4 separate regions of the Sus scrofa genome follow, and all the other regions are linked to region 2. Evidence: chromatin contacts called from public Hi-C and HiChIP or PLAC-seq data. All regions are on one chromosome and are shown on one strand. Each heading gives the region's core, a stretch centred on a gene start, on an enhancer-like site or on the middle of the called end of the contact. The rest is flanking DNA. Distances are from core to core; before and after follow the strand shown. Region 1 has its middle 20 kb from the start of TLR10. Region 2 has its middle 91 kb from the start of MIR9840. Region 3 has its middle 41 kb from the start of TLR10. Region 4 overlaps LOC100510918 (a long non-coding RNA gene).

Evidence for each region. A called contact is a pair of places that touch in the nucleus more often than the background predicts. HiChIP or PLAC-seq counts read pairs in DNA pulled down with a chosen protein or histone mark.
Region 1: a contact with region 2 is called in an H3K27ac HiChIP or PLAC-seq map of alveolar macrophages. The contact joins two enhancer-like sites. A contact is called at or near these places in 1 of 47 Hi-C or Micro-C datasets (adipocytes) and 1 of 2 datasets of contacts at active chromatin or transcription factors (alveolar macrophages).
Region 3: a contact with region 2 is called in a Hi-C map of subcutaneous adipose tissue, with 2.1 times the contacts expected there. The contact joins two enhancer-like sites. A contact is called at or near these places in 1 of 5 promoter capture datasets (liver), 29 of 47 Hi-C or Micro-C datasets (adipocytes, alveolar macrophages, blood and 16 more) and 2 of 2 datasets of contacts at active chromatin or transcription factors (alveolar macrophages and skeletal muscle).
Region 4: an H3K27ac HiChIP or PLAC-seq map of alveolar macrophages shows a contact between it and region 2. The contact joins two enhancer-like sites. A contact is called at or near these places in 1 of 47 Hi-C or Micro-C datasets (fetal skeletal muscle) and 1 of 2 datasets of contacts at active chromatin or transcription factors (alveolar macrophages).

What each region holds. Positions count from the first base shown.
Region 1 is chr8:30,113,900-30,116,599 of Sscrofa11.1, reverse strand. No RefSeq gene overlaps it. Among named protein-coding and RNA genes, the nearest start is that of TLR10, 20 kb to the left of the region's middle. Within about 2 kb of position 1,314, at least 49 of the 83 cell types and tissues checked have an H3K27ac peak or open chromatin away from gene starts, as enhancers often do. A contact at or near this core is called in alveolar macrophages, where this site is marked.
Region 2 is chr8:29,638,459-29,641,158 of Sscrofa11.1, reverse strand. No RefSeq gene overlaps it. Among named protein-coding and RNA genes, the nearest start is that of MIR9840, 91 kb to the right of the region's middle. Within about 2 kb of position 1,313, at least 41 of the 83 cell types and tissues checked have an H3K27ac peak or open chromatin away from gene starts, as enhancers often do. A contact at or near this core is called in alveolar macrophages and subcutaneous adipose tissue, where this site is marked.
Region 3 is chr8:30,092,552-30,095,251 of Sscrofa11.1, reverse strand. No RefSeq gene overlaps it. Among named protein-coding and RNA genes, the nearest start is that of TLR10, 41 kb to the left of the region's middle. Within about 2 kb of position 1,256, at least 4 of the 83 cell types and tissues checked have an H3K27ac peak or open chromatin away from gene starts, as enhancers often do. A contact at or near this core is called in subcutaneous adipose tissue, where this site is marked.
Region 4 is chr8:29,938,302-29,941,001 of Sscrofa11.1, reverse strand. The region is part of intron 2 of LOC100510918 (a long non-coding RNA gene); the gene reads left to right. Among named protein-coding and RNA genes, the nearest start is that of KLF3, 85 kb to the left of the region's middle. Within about 2 kb of position 1,396, at least 17 of the 83 cell types and tissues checked have an H3K27ac peak or open chromatin away from gene starts, as enhancers often do. A contact at or near this core is called in alveolar macrophages, where this site is marked.

The DNA of each region.
Region 1 (2,700 bases), core at 65-2,564, 480 kb before region 2:
GGAGTTCCCGTCGTGGCGCAGTGGTTAACGAATCCGACTAGGAATCATGAGGTTGCGGGTTCGGTCCCTGCCCTTGCTCAGTGGGTTAAGGATCCGGCATTGCCGTGAGCTGTGGTGTAGGTTGCAGACGCGGCTCGGATCCCACGTTGCTGTGGCTCTGGAGTAGGCCGGGGGCTACAGCTCCGATTGGACCCCTAGCCTGGGAACCTCCATATGCCGCGGGAGCGGCCCAAGAAATAGCTAAAAAAGACTAAAAAAATAAAAAAATAAAATAAAATATTGTCAAACACTTGGGGTCTTTTCTATAATATTTTTCTGAAAAAAGTGAAGAAAAATCACTAAATGCTTTTAATACTTAACAATAAATTATGCAGATGAAGTTGTGAATAATTAGCCCATTGGGCAAAACCAAATTTGGGCCCTTTGCTATTTCCCTTTTTCGGTTTCTGAACATGATCATTTCAGGGTCCATAAGTACGCAAAGACTGTAAAATGGTATCATACCTCTAAGACTTGACAATTTATATCGCAAGTTTACATTAGAATTTTAAAACATCTTATTCTTCAAAAAGTTCAGGAAATCAGCTCCCTCAAACCACATTTGTGGTTTTTAGAATCAAAATAAGTAGCTGAACTACATGTTACACAAGATGCAAACACACACACACAAAAGCGCTTTCCTCAAAACTGGTTTCAACATCTCAGCATTTCCAAGCTACTGAGCAGGGATCCAGAGTCTCCCTGAGTCTCACGAATATCAATTTATGCACATAAACCGAGAGGAGTGAACACCCCAACAGCCAAGCTTTTCTTCCCACTTTAATGCAAATCGGATGCAGTTTAATGCTTTGTTCCCTACGGAGACCCAGGAGAGGACGGAGGGGGAGATTGTCTCGGTTGCCAGAACCTTAGAAAAAACCTAGAGCCAACATCTTCCTTAGACTTTACAGGCAAAAAGCTGGAAAAGCTTTAAACTGAATCGATCTAATAGATTAAAAACTGAATAGATAGACATTTGTTTTTTCTTTTTAAATCTTTATCTTAAAACCCAGCTTCAAGCCCCCAAAGGACACAAATGAGAGACGAAGACCACAAAAAAAAAAAAAAAAAAAAAAAAAAAAAAAAAAGAAGAAGAAGAAGAAAAAAGAAAAACCAGACCAAAAATAAATAAAAGGACAGAGAGAAACAGCAGCAGGCATGGCGGGAGCCAGCGGTACTGCGACATCCCATTTTGCAGCGCGCATCTAACCTTGAAGCCAGGGCCTCACAGAAGTCCGGTTAGAAGCAGTTTCACTTCGCTGGTTGCTCCCCGCGGGCCTTTCCGGAGGCGGAAAGCAGAAGTTCACGACCTTAAAATAGATCCTATTGTGCATGCAAGAGCAACTCCAGCAGCAAGACGTCCCTTGGGGTTAGCCCACCACGCAGTTCTCAGGTTGGCTCGCTCCATCCCATCTGTATGGACCCTTTAGAAGCCTAACTTGGCTTTGGGGGCAACTGGGCAGTGTGTGCTGAAGCCTTTGGCCACTTAGCGTTTTGCACGTTCGGCAGTAAGGTCTTTAATGAGCCGCCCTCGTGTCAGAGAAAGAATATACCGAGAAGACCCATCCGACCTCTCCACAGCTCACCTTGACGGGACACCTGCCACATGAGTCGCACTTTCGAGGACGGGACCACAGGAGGCTCGTGGGATGTGGAATGTTAAAAGAAAGCCGCCCTCGTTTTCTCTTTTGTTTCTCATTTTTCTTTCCTCTGCCTCGTCACTACCTCTGAAAGGCGTGCAATGGGGCCGCTTTTCGAGTCTCCTTAATTCTTACTGCCCGCCCATTTCAAACCAACAAGGCAGAAATGTTGACAGCTCCAGCATGGGTATCACCTGAGAGCTTGTTAGTACTGCAGGATTTCAGGCTCCATCCCAGACTTACTGAATTCGAATCTGCCTTTTAAACAAGACCCCAGCTGATTCTTATGCCCCACAGGGTTTGAGAAGTACTAAGAAACTTTGAAACTGAACGGAGGTCTTGCCCGCGGGGACCGGCCCGCGTGTGAAGGGTCACAGCGACACCGTGTGGTTATATTAGTAGTTGCTGTTGCGCTTTCTGGTGGGCAAGAGGCTATTTGACAGAACAGCAGTTTATTATTCTCACTGGAGGCAACAGATGAAGTCGTACTAGTGCCCAAAGGGCTCCGGGTTTGGCCTCTCTCCACTACGCTGTCAAAGAGATGGGATCCTTTTCTAAGGATGCCCTCTACCTGATTCGTGAACGGCTTATAGCCACAGCCATTCTGTGCACCATGAACAACAGGATCAACCGATCTCAAAGTATTTCTTTCCATTTTACAAGATTTATCAGAATATTCATAAAGCTACTGAGACAAGTGGCACAAGGATGGTTCTAGAGATCATCTAGATGAGTGATCCCCACCTTTCAAACATGAGGCTCGCTTTGTAACAGTGGTTGATATTTTTTGAATGTTTACTGTTTTGAGCACTGCTCTAAGCACCTCCATGCAGTTAGTCAATTAAGCCTCACGTTAATTCAGGGAGATAGGTGCTATATCATCTCTAGTTTGTGGACCCCTATTTGGCAGTAATTTTGTTTGTAATGTTTATTGGTTGAGAAAAATCTATACTAACAAGAAATAATTGTTATGACTCAAAAATGATTTTGATTGAATTATGATTTGAAAATGATTTTGCAT
Region 2 (2,700 bases), core at 64-2,563:
AAGCCCCAGAGTCCTCTTCAAAATTTCCCATCCCCAGGAGTTCCCTTCTTGGCTCAGCAGTAACAAACTCCACTAGAATCCATGAGGACGTGGGTTTGATCGCTGGTCTCGCTCAGCGAGTTAAGGATCGGGCATTGCCGTGAGCTGTGGTGTAGGCTGCAGACATGGCTTGGATCTGGAGTGGCTGTGGATGTGGCGTAGGCCAGTGGCTGCAGCTCCGATTAGACCCCTAGGCTGGGAAGCTCCATATGCCGCAGGTTCAGCCTAAAAAGCAAAAAACAAACAAAAACACCAGTCTCTCCTCCTCTGAGCAGCTCAACCAAGGAAATGAGCCTCCTTCACACACCAGCAGGACTAGGAATGCACGGAGGGAGGGGCCAGGCAGGATCACTCTCTGTGCTAAGAGAATTCTAAACTGAGTCTTGTCAGGAAATGCAACCTGGTGTTAAGCCGTGTAATTCTACCCAAGGAGCCTCACTTCCTATTTCTTTTTAATTGTTTCCTCTCTCTGTCCATGGGAGCAATTTAAGTCCCTCTGATGCCCCCACTAACAGTCTATTGGATGACAATAGACCAGAAAAGGGAAGATATTCCAGAAATAGGAAACCACCATGAAAAACGCCTGCTGAGAATTTCATTAAGCCTCGGGTAGCTGGACCACTCCCGGTCATTGAATCATTTGGAATGTAAGGGGATCTGAAATAGCAGTGGGATATATTTCTGGTGGTCTTCCAGCTGCGCCGGACAGGGGGTGTGGTTGGTCATCCATCCAGCAAGCATGTCTTGAGTGCCTGCACCACACTAGGCATTGACCATTGACCATAGCTAAGAGCTCATGGGTGGTGGACCAGGACAGGCCAAAGCCAGAGCTAGCGCTTGCTCAGGATATATTATCTCATGTAATCCTCCCAAACATCTATAAGCATCTTTCTGTTATGACTCCCCATTTATGATCAAGATAATGAAGGCACAGAAAGGTTAAGTAGTTTTCCCGAGATCACAGAGCTGAATCATGGACCACCCAGGATGGAGCCCAGTTCACTCCATGTCTCCTGAGAAAGATACCCAAGGAAGACGGTATGACCCACCCTGAACAGCTTTTCCAGGCTTTGCCCTCAGAAAGTCCCTTAGAGCGAATTCAAATGTCTCCTGCTCCCCTTCCAGTCTATTTCCTCCTGCTCAGCTCCAAGGGGGAGCTGGAAAAGAATGGGGCGGGGCAGCTTCTGAGAAGCTGAGGGACGGAGTGGGGCGGTCCTGAGCTGGCACTGGAGGGAGAGCGGGTTCCTTCTACGGGAACTGCAGCTCCCCTCCCCCCAGCGCCCTGGGAGCCCTGTTTACTTCCTGGTTGAGGCCTCAACTCCTTCCCAGCCTCCACCCTCGGAGCGCCAAGGGTCATTTGCCTGAATTCTGCCTCTGATGCAACACATCTGGCATTTTGTCAAGCTGACACCACTCCCAGAAGAGGACAGACAGGGCTTTTGTGGCCCTTTGGAGAAGAGGCCCTTAGGTAAACAATGGATTCCATGCCTTGAACCCCCACCAACCTGGGGCCTAGGTTCTACTCATCAGAGGTTAAACCATGACCTGAAGCAGCTCTCTAGCTCAACTGAGCGTGCTGGCAACACAAAATGCTGTGTCCTGTAGCACTACCCGTGGGTACCTCGGTCTGGGAAGGGGCTCATGGACATGTGTTTCTAAGAAGTTTCCAGGTGATGCTGATGTTGCTGGTCCAGGGACCCATGCTCTGCCTCCCGGGATTGCTTTGTAGAATTCTTGGCACTACATTCGCCCCAGCAACAGCATTCCTATAAATCACAGCTCCAAACCCAATTCCGGCACAGCATGATGTTTAAAATCCCAGGAGCATGAATATGTGTGTGAGCTAAGAGGCAGAGGGAGCGAGGACATGAGGACAAGGAGCCCTGGCTGAACGGCAATTGGAGAATAAACCTCTTCAGGCTTAGGGGATGGAATTCAGAGAGAGCTGAATGGGCTTTCAGAGAAAGCCCTGTTTACAATCAGGCTTTCCACCTCATTGCTAAGAGGACCAAAGTTGGTCTGGGCAAAGCCAGCCCAGCCCTGCCCAGCCCTGCCCAGCCCTGCCCAGCTCAGCCCAGACCTGCCCGGGCAGGAGCGAGTCCATTTACCTCCCAGCCCCAGCTCAGCGGGTGCATTTGCATTCTCTTCCCCAGAAAGAAGGGGCATTTGTCTGCCTGGCCCTACCAGCTGTTAACAGCCTTCATCCAAGTCCTGGTGGGACCCTAGGATTTCAATATAAATCGCTGAAAAGGAAGGGATCCTGCCCCCTCGCTGGAGATCACCTACCCTGCTGGAAGGCCTGAGGTCAGGAGCTAGAGAATAGAGCAGATGCCTGACACACATGGTCCACTGAGGGATTTGACCTTCTCTTGTCTTATGTGAGGGGACATCACCCATGCAGCTCCCTCTGGATGGAAATCCCTTTCTCCTTGGCCTCTCTGTAAACTCCTAGTCTTCCTTCGAAACTCACATCAGGCCTTTTGTCTTTGGGAAGTGGTTCCTCAGCACCAGGCCTCCGTCGTCCCTGCCCCCTGCACCTTCGCTGCGCTGCGTTGCAGGCTTCCATGCTGTGCACGAGAGGAAGTATGAGCCTCTAAGTGTTCCGAGCATCCTTCGCTCTCCTTACCAGCTAAGCAGGCTCTTCCTACTTGGTTTCTGCCC
Region 3 (2,700 bases), core at 7-2,506, 450 kb before region 2:
GACACCCATCATACTGGATTAGGGTCTAATTTAAAGACTTCATTTTAACTTGATTTACTCTCTTAAAGACCCTATTTACAAATAAGCACACATTCTGAAGCACTAGGCGTTAGGACTTCAGCATGTCTTTTTAGGGAGATACAAACCCATAAGGGTGTGAAGAAGGGTGTGGGTGTGTGTGTGTGTGTGTGTGTGTAAGAGTATACACATGAACATGGCTAGACAAAAAAAAAAATTTGTTGTTGAGCCTATTTACCTTCTAGAAGGTCTTCTGGCATGCTGGATGTGTGAAGTCATGACTCTTTGAGTTGCAAGTGACAGACTCACCTTGAACCAGATTAAGCAAAGAGAGAAACTATCAGGTTATAGAATCAAACTATAGACATGGCAGGGAAGGGGAGTTCCTGCTATGGCTCAGCAGACTAATATCCGTGAGGAGGCAGTTTTGATCTCTGGCCTCACTCAGTGGGTCAGCGATCTGGTGTTGCTGTGAGCTGTGGTGTAGGTCACAGAGGCAGGTCAGGTCCCATGTTGCTGTGGCTGTGGTGTATGTCGGCAGCTGCAGCTCCCATTCGACCCCTAGCCTGGGAACTTCCATATGCCACAGGTACAGCCCTAAAAAGACAAAAATTAATTAATTTTTTAAAAAGAGGGGGAGTTTCCATCATGGCTCAGAGGAAACAAATCTGAGTAGCATCCATGAGAAGGCAGGTTTGATCCCTGACCTCACTCAGTGGGTTAACTATCTGGTGTTCCTGTGAGCTGTGGTGTAGGCCCGCAGCTACAGCTCTGATTCAACCCCTAGCCTGGGAATCTCCATATACTACACGCTGCATTTATGCTTCTGGCTGCGTCCCTGAGGCTGCAGGCGTGATGCCAGACCACACACACTTCCCTTCTTACAGCCTTATAGCCAGAGAAGTAAGAGCCTTCTTAATTGGTTAGGGAAGGAGCCAATAGGCTCTCAATGGATCACGTGACTTTCCCTAAACCAACCCCTGATTATAGGGTTCAAGGAAACACACGTGGTTCCACTTGGGGGTCTGTGTTCATTGGTAAGCACAGGTCTGGGGCTGCTAGGGTTGGCAAGGTTCAAGTTGGAGGGGAACATTTCCCCAAACAAGATAAAACAATCAAGTCTCATCACAGAAGCCCTTTGGGCACATTTGCAGCTTGAGGTGCAGCTGAAAGTTCGGCTTCCTGCACGCGCACCCCTGGGCGGGGCTTTGGCTCTGTCCGGGAACCTCCGGTTCCTGGATGTTGGCTATGGGTGGCGGCAGGGACTGTTCAGCTCTACCAAACTCATTTCCCTTTCTTTCTCTGCCCAGAGCTGTTCCACAGTTTCCAGGCTTTCTTGCAGTTTCACGGCTGCTAAGTTTTGACAGAGTAAGGAAATTCTAGCTGAAAGTAGGTCACGAGAAGTGAGGTGGGCCACTTCCAAGTCTGACCCAGGCGACCTCCTATCCTCCACGTTCTTTGTCCTCCTGCTGGCATCACGCCGAAAGGCACTGCAGTTTGAAGTCACCTATCGAAGTTGGTGGAACCACAAGATGGAAGGAGCCCAGGGTCCCGAATCCCTGCCTGGAAGAAAGCCATCTGTTCAGCAGATTTTAATGTGACCTTAGACTTAAGGCGAGGAAGAAACCAACTTCAATTGTTGGAGCGATTACAAATTTCAGAGTTCGTTGTAGCAACAAGTGTTGCCCTAACCAGTTGGTACATTTCTTCCCTTTCTTCACCATTGGCTTCATTATCTCCATTTTCCCCAAATAGCTGCAGGGTATCCTGGAGCAACAGAGCCAAGTGAATCCTGATTCTGCTGCTTACCAGCCATGTGTCTTTAAGGCCGTCACCCACTTTCTTTGAGGTGCAGTTTTCTGCCCTGTAGAATAATCATGCCTACTTGTGGGGCTACACCTTGCAGCCTGCCAGCTTTGTATGGTCCAGCCTCAAGACTGAAGAGCCTGGAGATATCAACAATTTATTGGATGGAGAATCTTAAATGTCCAAAGCACGAATCCTGGAGAGACACCCCAGTGGACAGCAGGTGGCAGGCAGGACATGGCAGCAGCCTTTGCTTCCTGGGGGGAGAGGGAGGCTACCATTTATAGGGTGAATTGATTCAGACAGGCTCATCAGTTACCAGGGGAACCAGCAGCTGGGGCAGGGGGCAAGCATGGAGGCAGTTACTGATTAAGCCCTATGATTAAGAGGATGGGATAGCGTGTGTGTAGGATGTGGGGGCAGCAGGGACTGGCTGAGCAGGGGATGCACAGAGAGCAAGAGAACAGCCATCTTGGATGTCCTGACATACGCTCCACCCCTACATACCCTGCACTATCCTTACAATCTTGGTCTGCCCCTCTTCCGTGGTATCCCTGGGGTCAGGGGGTATTGGTAACAAAATCCCACAAATAAAATACAGACAACAGCAGCTAAAGAGTATCAAGAGTAAGATACCCTGTACACTAAAAAGAGGGATTCGTGGGAGTTCCCAATGTGGCACAGAGGAAATAAATCCAACTAGTATACATGAGGATGTGGGTTCGATCCCTGGGCTTGCTCAGTGGGTCTGGGACTCAGTGTTGCTGTGAAGCTGTGGTGTAAATTACAGATGTGGCTCGGATCTGGTATTGCTGTGGCTGTGGCATAGGCCGACAGCTGCAGCTCCGATTCAACCCCTAGCCTGGGAACTTCCAT
Region 4 (2,700 bases), core at 147-2,646, 300 kb before region 2:
AATGTGACCACGTTAGGTTATGTAAAATGTAACTAGGAAAGCAAATGTGCTGTGAAAGCAAGCCTATGTGTTTCTCGAACTCAGAACCAATTACAAGCAATTGGGGGTTTTTCCATGTGCTTTAGACCCACAGAGAGACTCCAGGACCTCAGTTTTAATAATAATATCAACTATTTGCCTATCACAATGCAACGATCTCGATAATTGCCAAATATCTACTTTGCTACGCTGGTGAGTTCCAAACGCTCATCGTGTCCGTGGAATGGGAGCGAGTGTCAGCTTCGTTTCTGAAATTGGAAGCAGAAAGCGCTGGGGAGGGCGGGGCGGGGTGGGGTGCATGGGTGTGCACCCAGCCTGGTAATCGCCATGGTTAAGGTGTCTCAGACAACACGATAATAACCCTCTCGATAGCACTGGGGATGTGTAGCCACAATAAAAATCATATTAAAGTGGGCACCATGCCCAGACTATCAGCCTCAGATAAACAAAATTGTAAGAGAAGCATTTCAAGAGGGAACTAACTTAGGAATCAAAGAAGTTAAAACAGGCCAGAGAGGGGCTCGCTTGAGGAGGCAATGCTTTCACCTCCTGGAAAAAGCCGTGCTCAACCTAATTAAAATGCCCAATCTAATTAAACATCTAACCATAATCCCCCGGGTGACCCCTCACTCCACCCCTTCCCATTGTGAAGAGGCTAATAGGGCCGCTTAGCTGAAACATGATGGAGCAGGCGTCTATGTGAGCACACACATGTGTAATCCCTGGCCTACTGAGCTGGAGCAAAGATGCTAGTGAGCTGTGCAGTGACGGTGGTGTCTCACTCAGCAGTGATGCAGGGCATGGATTAGTGCAGAGTGGCCATCTGCTGTTGAGGAGGGTGTAGAATCTGTTCCACGGTGGCAGACAACTCCCCAGTGCTGGCCAGCTGGCTCAGAGAGGACAAAGTTGGACAGGCTAAGCCATCTCCCAGCAACTCTCTGGGGAATAACTCCAGGGCCTCTGCCTTAGGCGCCTGTGTCTGCCCCTGTCTTCTTCATGCGTCCACATACATCACAGAGCTGATGTGACACAATATACTTCAGAACATGAAGAAGAGGGAAGGAGAACATGCCACTATAAAGGCTTAAAGTTACTGGTCTTGAGCATGTGACTTGGAGTTTCCTGGTAGCCTGGGCAAAAAGAGGAAATCTGATAAATCATAGAACTCACATTATCTGGGAAAAGAAGTCAGTCAGTTTCTTAGGAAATAAAGGTTTTCTTAACCACAGTTGTAACATCTGTTTTTTTCACATTTGACTTGATAGAGAGGAGAAACTGAATTTCTCAGGGTGTACATTACGAAATGTCAAACGGCCAGAGTGCTTGGCCTGTTGACGGGCAAAGGAGCAGAACACGGATCCCCCAGTGACTAATGAGAAATAGGGAGCGCTCAGCAGTTCCCTAGTAAGATCATGGTTTGTACCTTTGCCTCTCTGCAGATCTGTATTTTCTAAAATTTCCGCCGTGAACGTGCCTGATGTTGTCATGCAAATGTGCTAGCTTGATCCATTCCTCCCCACTTCCTTCCCTGGCCGTGTATTTAGAGGGCCTTGACCCCTCCAGGCTGACGTTCTCAGGCTCCCTGTCAGCAGGGCTCTGAACTGGGTTTGACCCCCGGATGCTCTGGTGGCCGTTTGGAGAACAGGAGGGAGGGAGAAGTCTGAGTGTTTCTCCCTCCCTTGGTACTGGCATGGTACCTCTGGCAGCTGCGGCCTCTCTTCCTTGTCTCCAGCTCTCACAGGAAACCTGCCATAGTTCCCACTTCCTCTGGGTAATCCCAGGCCCAGGGCTTGGGTAGCATCACCTCCTCCCTTTGTCCCTCCAGCCTGGGAGTGGCAGCAACATCCTGCCGTGGCTAGTCTCTAGATTGCCTCACCATCCCTTGTTTAGCTTTTAAGTTTCTTTCATCTCAGTGCATTAAACTTCCTCTGTTTCAAATATTCAGCGTGGTTTCTGTCTTCCTGGTTGGGCCCTGACACAAAGAAACAAAAATGTATTGGAAACAAAAATGAATGGAGCAAACAAATTTAGAGCCTATTGCATTAGGAGTGGGTAAGCGATGAGATCCTGTTTATATAGTTCCCTACAGCACAGGGAACTCTATCTCCTCACTAGTGATGGAACATGATAGAGGATAATGTGAGAAAAATAATATGTGTATATATGTATGACCAGGTCCCTTTGCTGTACAGCACAAATTGACAGAATATTTAAATCAACTATAATGGAAAAAATTAAAATCATATAACAAAACTGAGAGGGACGTGAGTTGGAGACATAATCGAAGAAGCGAAAGCTCATGGCTACACACCCAAAGGCACATCCAGCCTTGGTGCTCACTGGTTGGAAAGGACTTCCGGGCACAGAACGGCTTTTTTAGGCACATTCACACTCAAAAATAACAATTTTAGTTAGAACGATCAGCTCCAGCAGTGAAGAATAATGACACGTAAGAGATAGAGAAAAACAAACAAACGAAACGCCATAGGATTTAGAGTCCTAAGTCATGAATTCAAGTCCTGGCTCGTGGCAGACACTGAGGTTCACTCTGCAGCCTCCATTCCATTCCTTCCATGTGCCATAGCAGCTGTGGGGTTTGGAGGAGAATGATCCAGCCTCCCACTTCTGGCTTGTGTCTTTATTTTTATTTATTTATTTTTT